Linked DNA regions of Mus musculus: region 1 is linked to region 2. The links are chromatin contacts, called in public HiChIP or PLAC-seq maps. All regions are on one chromosome and are shown on one strand. The core of a region is the stretch at or near the end of the contact, and the rest is flanking DNA. Distances in the headings are between cores, read along the strand shown. Region 1 holds the start of Rp2 (retinitis pigmentosa 2 homolog). Region 2 overlaps Slc9a7 (solute carrier family 9 (sodium/hydrogen exchanger), member 7).

Region 1 (4,875 bases), core at 2,028-4,527, 200 kb after region 2:
GAGTTTGCCCAGCTGGTTTCCTGTTTTGCTTTGGGAATGTTAAGTGATTCGATGAATCTTAGAAGAGACTTTGAACTTTGGACTTTTAACATTATTGATACTACTATAGACTATGGAGACTTTGGAAGTTGGGCTAAATGTGTTTTGCATTATGCTATGTTTAGGTATGGCCCCCATAGACTCATATGTTTGAATAAGGCTATGGGGACCATGGAGTGAAATGTGATGGTTTGTATATGCTTGGCCCAGGGAGTGGCACTATTAGAGGGTGTGGCCCTGTTGGAGTAGGTGTGTCACTGTGGGTGTGGGTTTTAAGACCCTCATTCTAGCTGCCTGGAAGTGAGTCTTTCACTAGTAGCCTTCAGTTGATGATGTCGAATTCTCAACTCTACCTACACTATGCCTGCCATGCTCCCACCTTGATGATAATGAACTAAACCTCTGAACCTGTAATCCAGCCCCCAAATAAATGTTGTCCTTATAAGAGTTGCCTTGGTCATAGTGTCTGTTCACAACAGTAAAATCCTAACTAAGACAGGTGGGAAGTGTCTACCTAGGCAGAAGTAATTGAACTTATGCTTGTGTCTAGCACATACTTTTGTAGGACTTGTTCACCACCTACTTTTATAATATGGAACTCATTCCTGCCATTGCAGCAATTAGAACATATGTGCACATCTGTCTACAGACGATTAACTGGCAAAAAAAATTGTCTGATTATCTCCCTTCAGAGTCTGAGTTAATGTATAAGGGGCTCATTGTACATTCTGCACACTGGGACAGAAGAGTCAGGACTCGAGATAGAATGGCAGTTGGCAGCAATGTATATGCTGATTAGTAAGGACAGAGCTGGCTTGCCAAAAAAAGTCATGGGAATTTATGGTGGAAGGAACTAAAGAGAGACATGGAGAAGGCAGAGACAGAGACAGAGACAGAGTCAGACAGAGAGACAGATAAAGACAGAGAGACATAGGCCTGGTGACTTTTAATCCCAGCTACTTGAGAGGCAAAAACAGGGGACTCAGTTTAATGCCTGTCTGGGTTAATGGGCAACTTAGCCAGACCCTTTCTCAAAATTTAAAGTACTTTGTAAAGGCACAGGGAGGTATTCACGATTTATGTTGGTGGTATAGCACCTGCCTAGTAGGTATAACATGTGCAAGGCTTTAGTTTAATCCCTAGCACCTCTGAAGAAGAAGAAAAAAGAGCAAGAGAGCAAAACAGATCACTAATCTTTGTGTATTAGCTTTTTAATCCTGGTTGTTCTTGGGTTGGTGGGGGCTATATGGAAAGAAGAGACAGTGTCTCAAGTAGCCCAGGCCAGTCTTGAACTCCATTCTGCTTCTAACTCTCAAATGCTGAGAATATATTGCCACACCCAGCTATAATTTGTATGATTTCAATTTAATTTTGATTTAATTTGATTTGGGATTAGACTGACAGTGAGATGAGAGTTAACCAAGTGCCTTCAGTTTTATTTGAGGATCTCTAAAAACTAATTACAGGTTGATCTAGATTTTGTTTCAGATTTGAGTTTCTCAAGAGCATGTGTTTCAAAGCAATGAGTTAGGGCTGGAGAGATGGATCAGCAGTTAAGAGCACTGGCTGCTCTCCCAGAGGTCCTGAGCTCAATTCCCAGCAACCACATGGTGGTTCACAACCATCTGTAATGGGCTCTGATGCCCTTTTCTGCTGTGTCTGAAGAGAGTGACAGTGTACACACATACATAAAATAAACAAATAATTTTAAAAGGGTGTGCTCAAAGCAATGAGTTTTAGAAATTCTTTCTCTAAAATTAGTTTTATTGAGTTGTGTCTTTATGAAGAACATGATCCATGAGGGACAGAGGATCTGAATTTTTCTAGTTCTTGCTCAATTCCATTCATTGTGACCACAGATTCATCCCTGGATTTCAGCTTCTTATTCTGCACTCTGCAGTGATCAAACTTTTGCTATTCTATGAATATAAATTAGCAGCAGGGCTCTAATACAAAACTATCCTCACATAGAACTTTGATCTGACTGAAGAAAAAGGCAGTAATGCACAGCTTTTATTGTCCAAGACCTGGAGCTTAACTTTCAGGTCATTTATAATTCTTAAGCACTGTACCCTTCTTCCTGGTTGTACAAAAAGGGCAGGAAGTGAAAGGAGGAACAATCTTAATGCCCAAATTGAGTCAGAGGCTCTTTTAGAATCTACATTAAATGTGATAGGTATGGTCAAGTAAAAAGATAAACAAATTTGAAAGTGCTAGTCTGCATTTGATGTCTTATCATGATGTTTTAATACTGTATCTCAGAGAAATCAACTTATTATGAAAGCAATACATGGGCATTGTACTCAAAGTCCACCCAAATACAACAAATGTTAATGATTGTGTATATTTTTATGTTTTCACGCGAACTTTGTACCATTTGCTTTGAACAGATCAGGTTGTTTATATGATAGGGTTTATATCCTCTATTAGACTTTGCACTGCTTGAGTTCCTAAAGCTCCTTTGTGGTGAGTCAACATGCCTCTCTTACCCTCTATAGTTGGACTACTGTCTTTTGGAAGAGATTGGAAAAAGGTTATATGTGCTTCTGTCATTGGATGCATAAGCTGAGAGATTCAAAGGTACATGCCTTTTTGTAATATCCTTTTGCTCCCAGATTCACTGTTCTAGTAAGGAGACAATACTAGGTTTTTATCCTAAATACTTGTCCAATTTTGGAGAGATAAGTGGAAGCTTTTAGACATCCCTCAAAGGATTGGAGAGATGGCTCAGTGTTTAAGATCATTTGCTCCTCTTGCAGAGGATCCAGGTTCGCTCCCTAGCACTTGCTTGATGGCTTACAACTATTAGTAACCAGGAGATTTGAGCCCTCTCCTGACCTCTACAGACACCAGACATGAACAGTTCGACCAGAAGCTTGTGGGTTCCCTAGAAAGGTACTGAAAGGGAGGAGTGAAGGACACAAATTTGTTTTACAAAATCAGCAAGATTTTTTTCCCTAGCAATTTTTGTCATAAAACAAGTCCACTACTCTGTATGGCATCCCCTCCAGAGCTTAAATTTTGGAAACTTTCGAAATTTGAGCACCGGGTCAGGAAAAGGTACTCAGCCCAATCAAACAGCAGCCAGCTAGCCCAGCCTAGTTCACTAGAGGGGAGAAGCTGGGGGTGGAGTAGGACCGACCTGGGGACGGGGCCCTCGGTGAGAGCACCTGAGCTGGCCAGCCCCCCGCTGACGTAGGATTGGTGAATGAATACTTTGGCCTGAGCTCATAGGAGCAGAGCAGCTTGCGAGGCATTGATTGGCTCAGAGGCTGCTGCCCGCTTATTGGTTGCCATAGGTCGTCACGGAGACCTAGGGGGTTGGGCGGAGAAGGGTGTTGGGCCTGGCGGGAGTGCTGAGGGTTCCTGGCGGCGGGGCTGCTCCCCTGGGCGGTGTCCGGGGAGCTGTTGGCCGAGTCACCCTGGCTTCCCGCCACCCTCTGAAAGGTGTCTGAGCGAGTGGGGTCCACTACCAAGACCCTTAGGCCGCACCATGGGCTGCTGCTTCACTAAGAGGAGGAAGAGTGAAAAGGCTGAGGGAGAGGAGGAGCAGCCCAAGCTGTACAGCTGGGACCAGCGGGAGAAGGTGATGTTTTGGGGATCCCTTGCTTTGGGCCCTCCTCGGCTGCCCTTTGCAGCAGATGAAAGCGGGCAGTTTGGCGGGTGGCCCACAACTGGCTTTCACTGGCGCGCACAGGCAGCTGAAGTCGCACGACTTTGGGGGCGGGATGTGAAGGGCCCAAAGGAGGCATAGAGTTAGTGGTCAGCCTAACTAGACTCCCAGGGCCTCTCTGTAGGCTCTGCACCCCGACTCCGGATTCTAGAAAGGACTCCAGGGAGGGAAAGAGCCAGGAAGGTGCTGAATCTCCAATCAGCTCATTTCACCAGCGTTGGCCAAAGGGGTTTGGTCCAGTGGTCGAATTACACACGCAAGACTGGTTCTCATCTTTTCTGCGGTTTGTATTCCCAAGCTGTTACTCTTTTGTCTGCTCTCCTCTGAAAATCGCTTTTGGTGCCTCTTGGTGTTACTCAGTTATTAAATGGACTGTTTCATGTCTACCTTTATTCTCGTCTTCCATTTATCAGAAAAGAATAATGAAAATTGAGGCAGTCTTGGAGTGTATTGTGTAAGGTGAAAGTACCCAACACAAACCAGGAAGTAGTTTATTATTGCAGCTTTATATGAACGAAAATGCCATATATATATATATGTACACACACACATACACACACACATATATACATATGTGTGTGTGTATATATATATATATATATATATATATATATATATATATATATATATATATATATATATATATATATATATATATATATATATCTCAAAAGGTTTGAAAAAGTCTCCTAATCTTGCACAAAACACACTTACTTAGGCATACATTTCACAATGGTTCCTCTTTCTACAAAGTTCTTCTTTTCTTCTTAGTGTAGTTGCTTTGTAAAACACTTAATAGACATCAATTATTATAGTTTCTCAAACAAAATAAGAACGCTTGTTCTTTTAAATGGGTGTCATGAACAGTTAACTATTGCTTAATGCAACAACTTTGACCAGAAGTACTAAAGTCTTGTTTTGTTATAACCAGTCATCCTGCATCCTTGTTTGGTATGACAAATCATCCTGCATCATTTCAAATCCCCAGCAGAATTTAGGCATTCATATAAATGACATTTTCAAAATGTTGGCTTTTAACAAATGGAAGCTGAATTCTCAGGCTCAGCTTTTTGCCTTTGACTCTGAAACCTTTCTTAGGCCATGTGGCCTTTTGTTCCTCTTATATAGCAGTATTTTGTCATGTAGGAAAGTGTTGTATTTTC
Region 2 (4,710 bases), core at 1,459-3,958:
TTTCAGTCAGTGACTTTTTGACTATATGGTGCTATAGATCACAATATAGAAGTCAAACACCCTTCATAAAAAAATTTCCTGAGTCTGGGTATGGGGACAGTTGCCTCTAATCCTAGTGGTTGGGAAGTAGAAGCAGGAGGGTCAAGAAAAAAGAAAAAGAAAGAAACTGGTCAACATCCTTCTGTCCTGACAAAACCACATACAAAAGATGTCACAAGGCTATGATAGATGAGGGTTACATAGAAAACTAACTCACTCTTACTCTCTCTCTCTCTCTCTCTCTCTCTCTCTCTCTCTCTCTCTCTCTCTCTCTCTCTCTCTCCCAGAAGCAAGGAGAGGCATGGTGTACAAATTCCTAAGGAGGGGGGAACTCTACTTGAGTCTTTTAATGTCTGGCTAGGGAGCTTCTACTTCTGGGCCCAGCTTCCACCACAAAGAGACAGGAAACATCACCAGGGCTACATGTCTGTTCCTTTTTTCCTGTAGCTTTAAGACTTTGAACTGTTCTACAAAAGTCACTGTCCTGGTCAGAGCCAGCTCATCCTAATTTCCTGTGTGTGCTGACTATTTTGATTGTTTTCTTTTTTTAGAATTCAATGAAATTTTGTATCCTGTAAAATCTCCATACTTCAAATTTTAATTTAAAAAAATACACTCTCAAACACACACACACACATTGCTTAAGCCAAAAGAATGAAAACCTTTCACCAGTACAGCCTGCATGGCACACTGAACATTCTCAAGGATAGTGACAACTGACACATTCAGACACAAGATTGATTTGGTTATAAACTGACCTTATATTGAGCCATGACAACATGGGTGTCGTGCCTCCACCAATGACCCACACAGTGAAGAAGACAATGAGCAGTGTGGTTGTGAACATCATCTGGCGGGCATACGATGCCGTGTCACGGATAGCCAGTGCAAATGCCATCGCTCCTCTCAGGCCTGTGGCAACCAAACAGGAAGGTCTTCTGGTGATGTGAGGACATGGCAACAACTCCTCAAAATTAATTGTCACATGTGGGGGTAAAAGTTCTAGCCACATGCTCTGGGAGCCAGGATGTCTAACCCAGAGAGAATCGCCTTAGAAGTGCGCAATCTTCTTTGCAGCTGGCTTTCACAGAATTTCCAGTATGAGAAAAAAAGCACCATTTTGTACAGCACATTCTAGAACACTGGCTACTATTACTATTTAAATGGTTCTCTTGCTAGTGAGATGAAAGAAAGAGAAACATGCATAATAACGAGCTCTCTACGTCTTCTATCCCGTCAACAGAAATGCTGGCTGAGTATGAATATATCCGATGCACACTTGTGGAAAACAGGGTGTTATTTTTCTTAGCAAAGGAGAGAGTACCTCACTGAATAGTGAAAAGACAGGTTGACCTGTAGCAGGGTTTTTGAGACAGGGTCTTATATAGCACAGGCTGACCTCAAATTTAATATTTACCTAAGCATGTTTGAACTCCTGATCCTTTTACCTCCCCCTTCCTAGTCTGCGATTATACATATGTGCTACCAAGCCCAGTTGATTATATTTTAATCATATCACTGTTGGCTAAATAAAATGTATTTTCTTTATATATACATGTATGTATATATATTTACCTGAAAACATCATCATGTGTTGAAAATTCCAGCCAATCTTATGCCTTCTGCCCAAGTTGAGGAAGAAGGAGAGTGGGTAGATATGTGCAGCTCTTCCCAGGAAGATGGCAACCTGACCACCAGGTGATAAGGAGCCAACACATTTCCAGAACGACACTTCAAAACACTCTGATTGACCATAAAATTTGAGCAGCTACTCAGAGAAGCTTGATTTCCCCCTACAACAATCCCTCAGCAACAAAATGGGAGTCATTTGGTCAACTTTTCTACTTCTTAGTTCATTAATTTCAAGCTTATAAACACATTGTAACTTTTGAACTAAACTGAACTGGTATTGGCAGATTCCTCAATTTCTCAAAAAAATGAGCCCAGAAATAATCTAAAGTATGATAGCAGGAGCATGGGCTAAATGAAGCACACACTATGTTGGGCTCTATTTAAAAGAGAATGGCAAGAAAGAAAAGTAAGCCTAGATTCGAACTGTAGAAAGTTTGCTGGGAAAGAGCCAACAAGCTTCATTTGCAAGCAAACATCAGGGAGTTCAAGGCCCAGGGAGCTCAGGAAAATTAGAAGTGAAGAAACTGCGTATTCTTACCACAAACAGACATTCTCTCATACAAATTAACGCAGAGAGAGTTCTCTGCTTATGTAGCTTTACTGCTCCTTGGGAGTGTAAAATGTAGAAAAGGATGAATAAGAAAAAGGGGTTCTGCTGTGAAAAGCAAAGAATTCAGGGAAACTGGTCATCTTTTCCTTGCCAAGTTTAAACAGCACCCAACAGAGAGAGCTGCCCAATCCCCTGGTCAGAGAAGGAAACTCAGACAGGAGCCAGCAAACAGAGCTTCCGTCCAGCAATGCACCAGCTGCAGGAGCCACAGCTGTCTCAGACAGAAGCCAGGGACAAACTATCTTCTACTTCCTCCAGGGTAAAGTGCAAAGTGTTTTTCTGCCTTTTTTGTTTTTTCTTTCTCCTTTCCTTGTTTGATTTTGTTGTTAACAAAAGGAAATGACAGTGCTTGTAAAGCACATTCTACTCAGAGGTGAAAGAAAAAGCCTCAAGTGGTCAGAAGCCTTTTTGGACTCGCAGAGGATGTGGCTCACCCAGCCAAGAGGCCCTGATCTGTAAACAAGGCCCTCCTCCCACTATCTCTTCCAGGATGCCATGCAGGAAATACAAATCAAAGCAACATGCCAAGTCTTAGTGAAGGAAAGCCAATCCCACGGAAATTAAGCTGTTTTTTAGTGACTATGTGAAGCCACTCAGTAAGATCCTAACTAGGATTCTGGCACTGTCACTATCTAGCAGCTAAGGAGGGGCAGCCCTACACTCTTGCACATGAAACCAAATTCCCAGAAGAAAAAAAACATTCTTTCTAGAAGAGTTAAGGATTCCCATGAGGCCTTGAAAAGGCTAAATAAATAAATAAATAAATGTAAAAAATCAATAGGAACAGATCTTAAAAATCCTGCCCCAGAAAAGTGACTTCAGTGACAATAGTACAATGGTATCTAAGACCATGTGAGCAAAGCCATCAGCTGCTGAGCCACTCCAGGGCACTCACATCCCTCCCTCCTATCTAACCCAAGCACCCAAAATGCCCCACTTCTGAAATATTACATCCCCAAGGGTTGACGTCAAAGAAGTTTTATCTTTTCTTCTCATCCTCTTTCTCATTCCTTCCTCCTCCCCTTCAATTCTATCAGTTTTTTATCTGTTCTTTTTTCCTCATCTCTTCCTTCTTTCAAACCTCTCTTCCTTCCTGTTTTAGAAAAAACAAAGAAGTCTCTCCCAGCATAATCTAAGGGGCAGGGCAGCTTAGCTGAAAGTATGGACACTGTCTACACACACACAAAGGCAGCATGGGTTGGGGCTACCCAAGCTAGAATCTGCAGCTGAGAGCAAGAAGAGTGGAACCTTCTAATCACTAGAACCAGGGAACTGACTCTGTTACAGCTGACATGACAATAGCGACAATAGCATATCTACAATAATTCTGGGGTCTGGCATGGTTATTGACTTTTAGATCTAATCAGGACAGAACTCTACAAAACAAATGACTGCCCAACAAACACTAGCTTAGAACAGAGAATGCCAGAAAAAAAAAGACAGCCCTAGAAATCAAATATATTCAGCTTTAGGAAGCTTCCCACCCCCACTCCCTACCCCACTACAAATACACTGAACTAGAACGGACCCAGCTACCCATTCTAATCAGAGTCAGAATCCTCTTAGTAGTTGCATGCCTTTCCCAGCAGAGGTCACTTCTGTCTACAATGTCAAATAGGAAAAGGATACAAAAGCACCGATGATGAAAATGGGGCTGAAAACGTGTTTCTGGAAGGTGAACAGTGCCAGGCCCATGTAGGAAAAGATGAAGTTCTCTGCCAGGAAGTGTAACACCTCAAAAAGCTGCAGGAAGAAGGAAAAGGGAGGCTGTGAACACTGCATTCCTGGCTGCATTCCTCCTGTCCAGCTACTTGGCAGCCCAGCGGGCTCAAGGACCACTCTTACCTGCTTGCTTCGACTTCGAGATTCTACTGACAGGTTGTTATATGTGTAATGAGCTTGTGTAATCCCACAGAAAAGGACAGCTACAACACCTGTCAAAAAGAGTTTCTAAACGTCAATGGGAAAGACGAGACCAAAAAAATCTACTGACATGAAAATCCATGGCATGCGAGACTTGCCTAACTCCAATCCTCCTTCCCTCCCTCCCCCTACCGCCTTTCATCTGCTCCTCCCTCTTTTCCTCTCTCCCTCCCTCTCTTACAGGCCCTGCTGCAGCCCAGCAGTAAACCTACCTGTAAACCCACAGGCTTCCGCCAGGAGAAAGGTACTCCAGGACATCAGGAAAAAAAGCGCTGTCTCCAGCAGGGGGAAGCAGTGCAGCTTAGTAAACTTGGTCACGTCAGCACCAGGTTAAGGACAGCAGCTCTGGGCAGGGGCAGCAGGGACACTTGAGATCCCTATTCTTTTAGTCTGAGAGCCCCCTCTCTGAGGGCCAGCCATTCCCTATACATCCTTGGAGGGTCTTATCTCTTATTTTAAATGTTACAATGTTGGGATGGAACTTAAGAGCCCAAAATATGCTATGC

What was found. HiChIP or PLAC-seq counts read pairs in DNA pulled down with a chosen protein or histone mark.
Region 1: a contact with region 2 is called in an H3K4me3 HiChIP or PLAC-seq map of neural progenitor cells, with 8 times the contacts expected there. The contact joins the promoter of Rp2 here to the enhancer-like site in region 2. A contact is called at or near these places in 9 of 39 promoter capture datasets (the 3T3-L1 cell line, the C10 cell line, the HPC-7 cell line and 5 more), 7 of 115 datasets of contacts at active chromatin or transcription factors (the 230-238 cell line, kidney, large pre-B cells and 3 more) and 2 of 9 other capture datasets (macrophages and pancreatic islet).

What each region holds. Positions count from the first base shown.
Region 1 is chrX:20,361,204-20,366,078 of GRCm38.p6, forward strand. It overlaps Rp2 (retinitis pigmentosa 2 homolog), which reads left to right and starts at 3,278. Exons shown (of 5, transcript NM_133669.5): 1 at 3,278-3,625. The coding sequence starts at 3,533.
Region 2 is chrX:20,158,018-20,162,727 of GRCm38.p6, forward strand. Slc9a7 (solute carrier family 9 (sodium/hydrogen exchanger), member 7) reads right to left here. Exons shown (of 17, transcript NM_177353.4): 8 at 4,417-4,522; 9 at 4,127-4,215; 10 at 3,911-4,024; 11 at 1,615-1,726; 12 at 798-951. Among named protein-coding and RNA genes, the nearest start is that of Chst7, 100 kb to the left of the region's middle. Within about 2 kb of position 2,709, at least 11 of the 459 cell types and tissues checked have an H3K27ac peak or open chromatin away from gene starts, as enhancers often do. A contact at or near this core is called in neural progenitor cells, where this site is marked.